Linked DNA regions of Rattus norvegicus: region 1 is linked to region 2. A link is a contact called in public Hi-C data. All regions are on one chromosome and are shown on one strand. Each heading gives the region's core, a stretch centred on a gene start, on an enhancer-like site or on the middle of the called end of the contact. The rest is flanking DNA. Distances are from core to core; before and after follow the strand shown. Region 1 holds the start of Atxn7l1 (ataxin 7-like 1). Region 2 has its middle 67 kb from the start of Cdhr3.

Evidence for each region. Hi-C and Micro-C count contacts between places; a contact is called where the count stands out from the background.
Region 1: a contact with region 2 is called in a Hi-C map of mammary epithelial cells, with 2.8 times the contacts expected there. The contact joins the promoter of Atxn7l1 here to the enhancer-like site in region 2. A contact is called at or near these places in 5 of 12 Hi-C or Micro-C datasets (the Rat2 cell line, frontal cortex, kidney and 2 more).

Annotation. Positions count from the first base shown.
Region 1 is chr6:55,485,883-55,489,034 of GRCr8, reverse strand. Atxn7l1 (ataxin 7-like 1) reads right to left here and starts at 1,716. Exons shown (of 11, transcript NM_001427851.1): 1 at 1,493-1,716; 2 at 902-970. The coding sequence starts at 1,673. LOC102547703 reads left to right here and starts at 1,769. Exons shown (of 4, transcript XR_010052628.1): 1 at 1,769-2,280.
Region 2 is chr6:55,361,106-55,364,430 of GRCr8, reverse strand. No RefSeq gene overlaps it. Among named protein-coding and RNA genes, the nearest start is that of Cdhr3, 67 kb to the left of the region's middle. Within about 2 kb of position 1,995, at least 12 of the 93 cell types and tissues checked have an H3K27ac peak or open chromatin away from gene starts, as enhancers often do.

The sequences.
Region 1 (3,152 bases), core at 467-2,966, 120 kb before region 2:
TCCCATCACTTCCTTCTGCCCCTCTGTGCCTCCCTCCCAACACCAATTTCGTTGGGCCAGTTCTGCATACAAGACTCCAGATAGTGCATCATGATTCAAATGAACCCATCCTTTCTTTAAGCAAAAAGTGGCCTCCAGAGTGGCTCCATTGGAAGTCAGAGGCCAGAGTGACAAATGGTGGCCTTGCAACCAAGGATCACTGACTTACAACAACCAAAGCTGTACGGTGATGCCCAGGCCTGGCATTAAGGCTTCACTCATGCCCAGATCTGGGATCATCGTCCATTCAATGTGTCCCCTTTCAGGTATCATATTTTCATGCTGGGAAACACAGATGGGGGCTTTGGAGCACAGGCTAAAGATCTGCACATGTTGATACCCCTAACCCAGGCCACTGTCTACAGTCTGTGACCAGAAACAAAATGTTACTTGCAGCCAAGGCTTGCCATGTGCAATGGTTTTTTTTCAGTGAGAGTGGAGAAGTAGCTGCTGGAATGACCGGCCATGTGGGGTTCATTAAAACTTGTGAATTTACATATGAGGGAGGCTGGAATGCTTGTGAAGGGGAGCCCCATGCCTCACTCGGGGGTTCCAAACCCCACCACCACCATTGGCCCATGGTGCTCCAAGAATGGCAGACACCATCAGGAGGTTTAGATGTGGACTCCAGCGGAGTGCAGTAAACTTCTGCCTTCCACAGCCTCCCCCAGACTGAAAGACCCCCCCAGTTGTATTTATACTTGGAAGGAAGTTAACAGTGAAGCAGTAGTCACCTGGGCGTGCTCGATTTTTGACAAGCCTTAGTCACTCTGTACCCAGCAGAACAATTCACATTCTATTCCAAAGCCTGTGAAGACTGTGCCACACAAGCTAACACTAACATACCAAGAGCTCCACTTACCTTCTTTATTAAGCCTCATAACCTCCCTGCTTTTGCCACCCTCTTTTCCAGCCTCTTCTAAATCTACATCTGCAGATGAAAAAGAAAAGGAAAAAAGAAAATGAGGAAAAAAGGGGGGGAATGCCAAAGTCAAGGGGGGGAGGGAGAGTGTTTATTGACAAACAGATCGATCTAAATACTGTATCTGAAAATCTTGCAAAATTTGACAATGCAACATTTTCTCCCGAGTCTGGGTTTTCATCTACCTGGCCCAGATAGGTACCCCCAAAAAAAGAAAAAAAGAAAAAAAAACTATGCAAGCAGCAACAGAGTCGCCTTTTAAACAGACACCACCGTGGGGCTGCGAAAGCCCACCCCGCGGGCTGCTTGCCCCGGAGAGCCAGGCACAGACAGACAGACAGCCTTGCTGGCAACCGGGCCTCTCTGTGCTCTGATGGTCTGTGTCTGTGTGTATTTATTTAGAGAGAGAGAGAGAAGCATGGAGGACGCCGGGGGCCACTCTCTCTCACACACACACTTTTTCCCAGTGGCTCTAGGTGAATGGAAAGGTTACAGGATAATAAAAGGAGGAACAGGCGGTGGGGTTCTTACTGTCGGAGCAGTGTAATTTGGCGGCGTCGATCCAGGAGGACCAGGGTTTGCCCAGAAACGCCTCCGGACTGGGCACTTTGCGGTGCAGTGTCGCCATTGCTGTTCCTTCTTGTTGCTTTTTCCCTGTTCCTTCGGCAGCAGCAGCCGAGAGACACGGGATTCGAGAACGCTCCGACGTCATCTTCGGAACGTTCCGACATTGAGTGTTCTGAGAGGGGGAGGAGGGCGGCAGAAGAGGCGGGAGGCGGGGCGCGCTCGGCCCTGCGGGGCCCTGCTGTGCTGCGTGAGGCCGCTGGGGGCGCCAGAGAGGCGCAGAGTGCGCGGGGCCGGGGAGAGCGCGGAGTCCAGCAGGCTGAGAGCAGAGCCTGAGTGCGCGGCTGGTTCAGTGGGGCAGGGTCACCTCGCAAGGATGCTGCACCCCGCCGCCCTGTCCAGCCAGCAACCCGGAGACTGGTGCAACTCCGGAAAGAAGCAAAGGTTCTTTCGCCCAGTCGCCGCTGGAGGACCGAAAGTTTTGCTCGCTGCAAATCCCTTCCTCCCAAAGTCCCAGTCACCCACCGCGCGACGTCCTGGAAGGATCCCGGAGGTTTAGTGGGGACGAAATCGGCTGGTTCGCACCCCTCCATCCTTATCTCTCAGGACAGAGCGGGAGCTCTAGCGAGTACACCTCCCACCTACCATCCGCTTCACCCTGTCTCATTTCTCGGTGAGCCTTGGAACCCGATCGCTTAGCAGATGCCTTCAGGAAGCAGAAGCAAAGGGGAAATGGACTTAACTCCAAGAATCAGGTGAGTGGGGGCGAGGGGAGTGATCATCCCATCCCGAGCTTGGCAGGCAAAATTCCACAGTCATTTTGGCTCTGGTTCCCAGGGGGTCTGTGCGTTGTGTGTCCCAGCTGGTAGAGCCACCGCAGAGACTTTGCTCCGCGCACACCGGTCTGAGCGAGCTCAGGACTCTCAGTTGATGCTAAGCCCTTCCCGCAGATCCAGCACTTCCACTGAGCAGGTTGACCAGAAGACTTAGCATCCCCCACCCCCAACCCCCACCCCCGGGAAACTTGACTGCCAGAAGCGTGGACTCCTGGAGCTTTGAGAAGTCTCTTCTGACCCTAGGGGCTGGTAACTGAGACCTTAACATCTCCTGTTATCTATCTCTTTAAAATTGTTTGCTTACTAGGAATTCCCTAAACTGTATAGACACCCTTACCCCACAATCAATAACTTTTCCATTTATAAAACATCCTTCCATTCTTACCTCTGCTGTCCGAGGAGCTCGTCTGCTCCACACCGAAGCATTGCTTGCTTCTGAGCTGTATTCTGGTGGGGCTGGAACGTCCTGGCACTCCACACCATGAACCTCAAAACCTGCATTTAAATGGGGTGATGAAGGAGCATCTAGAGGCTTGTTTTCAGCTGTGATGTGTGTGGGAGTGGGCCTGCTTATATCAAACATAGATAACTCTCCGGTTTTTTTGGATGGATTGCTACCTAAGGTGCCAGTGGATAAGGCATTACCTCACTTTAAATACTTGTGGTTTGGGAAATATTTCTCAGATCTTAGATGAACCAGGCACGGTACCTGACATTATTCCACCGACGCATCTTTTTAAACAATATTGTTTCTCATGGATGGACCCATTGCCCAGGGTCCGGGAGACAAG
Region 2 (3,325 bases), core at 746-3,245:
TGGTAACAGCTTTTATGAGATGCTGCCAAATTGCATCTCACAGTAGCTGCTCTGTTGCACGTTCAGCCCAGAAGTGCATGAGGGTCTTGCAAGGATCTTGAACAGATAGGTGACAGTTTGTCAGTATGGCCTCACAGTGTGGCATTTGACCTTTCCAAGATCCCATCCAGTTGGCTTGAGGGGCCAGGCCTGGTCTGGAGTACCACCCACACCAGCACACACACACACACACACACACACACACACACACACCACCCACAGCAGTCTGCAATCTGCTGGACAAGCCTCTGGGTTACCATGGTCTAATAAGTGAGACCTCGCCCCACCTGATTGCTAGCTCTCACAGCATTTTCTGAGTAGGGTCCGAGTTTCATCTCCTTAGTACAGATGAGAAAGTGAAGTTTGGAGAATATACTTAGGAGCCAAGAGCCAGGAAGTCAGCTGAGCGGTGTGTCCTCTGCCTATATGGGGAAGGCTCAACTGTGAAGGCCTTTGATTTGTGTTCTGAAGGTGTTAGATGATCAGACCCTAAATGAATCTTTTGACTGAAGAGCCTCACACAGCCCTGCCCAACCCAGGACTTTGCTTTGGATGGTGTAAAAAGGAAAAGTGTCTGCAAAGGGTGGGACCAGCTCTCCTGTTCTCACCGCCTTACAGCTGGCTCTCCTGACTCCTCACCAGAGCCCGTTGTACTGTGCTGCCCAGGAGAGGTGCAGCATGCTCTCCCAGAGTGCCCGAGCAGGTGAGGGGCGGGGCCAGCTCGAGGCAGCCCTTGGACATCAACATGGCCCCAGGCAGCAGCCCAGACCAGGGACATCTGCATGGTCTTTGGTGGTAACATGGGCCACAAACATTGACTCAAACCTCCACTGGGGCATGACCACAGGCTCAGACATGGCACTCAGCAGCAGCACCGGCATGGACATCACCGTGGCCTCAGATGGGAGCACAGGCCTCTTATATCAGCCTGTTCCTCACATCCTCGAGTGTCTCCAGTTCCTCTTTTTTCACAGTGCACAAATCCGTCTGCTTCTCCTTAGCTCTCCCACATACTTATACATCATAGTGGCACCCAAGATGAGAGGACCACATGGCATACATGCAACTCAGCAAACGCAGGTTCTTCTTGACTCAGGCGCCTCTCAAGGCAGAGGAGAGCCAGGAGACTTTCTCTCCTAGGCTGAAGGGAAACAGTTACTTATGTCTGCCAGCAGAGGCACTGCCCCTCTTTTGCTCCTTTCCTTCACCTGTCTGATCCAGATCTGCTTCTGGGAAAGTCTTTCCAGGTTGGTCACTCTCCAATTTTGTGCAGGAGCTTCCAGGGCCTGTGGTCTCAACACTTTCAGAGGCAGCCTCAGACACCCAAGGTCAGAACCTGGCTTGTTGCCATCTCCCCCAAACCACAGCAGAAATTTGGTTATTGGAAACCAGGAGATGCTGCCCAAACCTGGAGGGGAGACAGCAGCCGGCTACCCACAAGTGGTCTTTTCCAGGAAGGCTCCAGGACAGTTAGCATGGCCCTCTGCCAAGCAAACTATAGCTATTGACCAAAGCAGCACCCCCCAAGCTGGTCTTTTCGCAAATTAATCAGTACTGTGACACAGTAAAGGAGGTTGTAGTAAGTCACAGTGTGGGCATCTCTAAGGACACTCCTGGATTCTGTTCTTTTAATGACATCTTTCTGCAGATTCAAGAGAATGAAGGTCCCAAATTCTGTCATGGCTGTCACCATGTTTATATGAATGTCCCTGTGGTAATTCAAAGCACTTTCCACCTATGTCTGCTACATGCTGGGTTACCTGAAAGCTTTCGGATCAATCTTTCTGCTTGGTGTGTGCCCTTGAAGGCACTACCTAGCAGAGAACAGAAGCTCGGAAAGAGCTAGCAATGGTTCTTAACCTGGCTGGGAGTCAGCACAACACTACAGTGGTAGGAAGGTTCAGAACCTTAGTGCCGCCAAAGGCTTCATAGCCGGTCCTGTGGCAGAAGATTTCAAAGGGCAGGGTTGGGGTTGAGTCAGATGCGAAGAGAACACTCTGCTCTGGGTGTCTTGAACATCCTGAGGGTTAAAGGAGGCCTCCAGGATGGGGACTTTGATAGGGAATAGGTCATAGTGTCACTGACAGGAGATAGAAATAAAAGGGGAAGAAAGAGGAAGAAAAATGGGGACAAGAAGAGAGACCTGAGGTAGGGGCTATAGCTGGTGGCTCTCCTGCTGGGAAGTCCCATGCCTGGAGTGGGGCTGCCAGAAGCAAGGATGATTTCATTCTCTCAAGCAGGACCGACAAAGGGCAACTGAATCACACAGGATTTCTTAAGAAATAAAAATTCCTAGCACACCCCTGGGGCCTCGGGGAGAAAAACCGACAACGTGTTGATTGAAAACAGACCTAGCCATGCCTGCCCTTCTCAGAGGAAGGCCTGGCTCTCCCAGGTTCACAGCGACACCTAGTGGTCTCCTGGGGCACCTGCCGCCTCCTTAGGAATGGTGAAGCTGGAGGGTCGCAAGGAGAAAGGTGTCCTGTCAAAGCCCAGATTCTGCTCACGTCCACAGGGTAGTGGAACATATCACACTCCAACACTGCTCTCCCGGGCACTTCCCGGGAGCTGTGCATTCCTGGCGCGCTTGAGATGTTCTGCAGCGGTCGTCATTCCCTCTGGCCTTATTCTTTACATTTATTAAATATAACCACGTGTTGGTGATGACCCCAATGTTTTCCACCAGGAGATGCTTTATGGTTGGGTTACATGTTCACAAGATAGAACGGCTATGCTCCTGTGTTAGGTCGGAGACCTCTGCTTAAAGGGGAAAGCTGCATATCTTTCAAAGCCATAGCACATAAACGAGTCTGTCCCGTGCCTCTCCTCCCCTTCACTTACGCTCTGGCTAATCTGAGGGTTTCATGGGTGGGGGGGTCGGGAGGGGTGGCTCCTTAGAGCAGTTCACAGACATAAGCAGAAAGTCAAGCTTGTCCTCTGGAGCATCCTTGAGTCCTTCAGAAATTGTCAACCCGGGAGACTTTGGCAGGTTTCCATTCATGGCTGGGGAGACGTTTTGTTGGTTGTAGCAGCTCAGAGAGGCATCTGTACATGGCTACAACAGGCTGAACTTGTAGGAGTTCCAAGGTGATTAGGGGTATAGCCATGCTCAAGACCCGCTTGGATATCTTCTTCATAAGGAAAGGGTGAGCTTCCAGTCAGCCAGTCTCATTGAGAAGAAATGTCTTCAAGGCACATTTTCATTCGAGTATTAAGGGCCAATATTCCTTTTGTTATGATAGACATAGGTTCATGGTATGACTGGGAGGGCTCATGTACAAAGAGC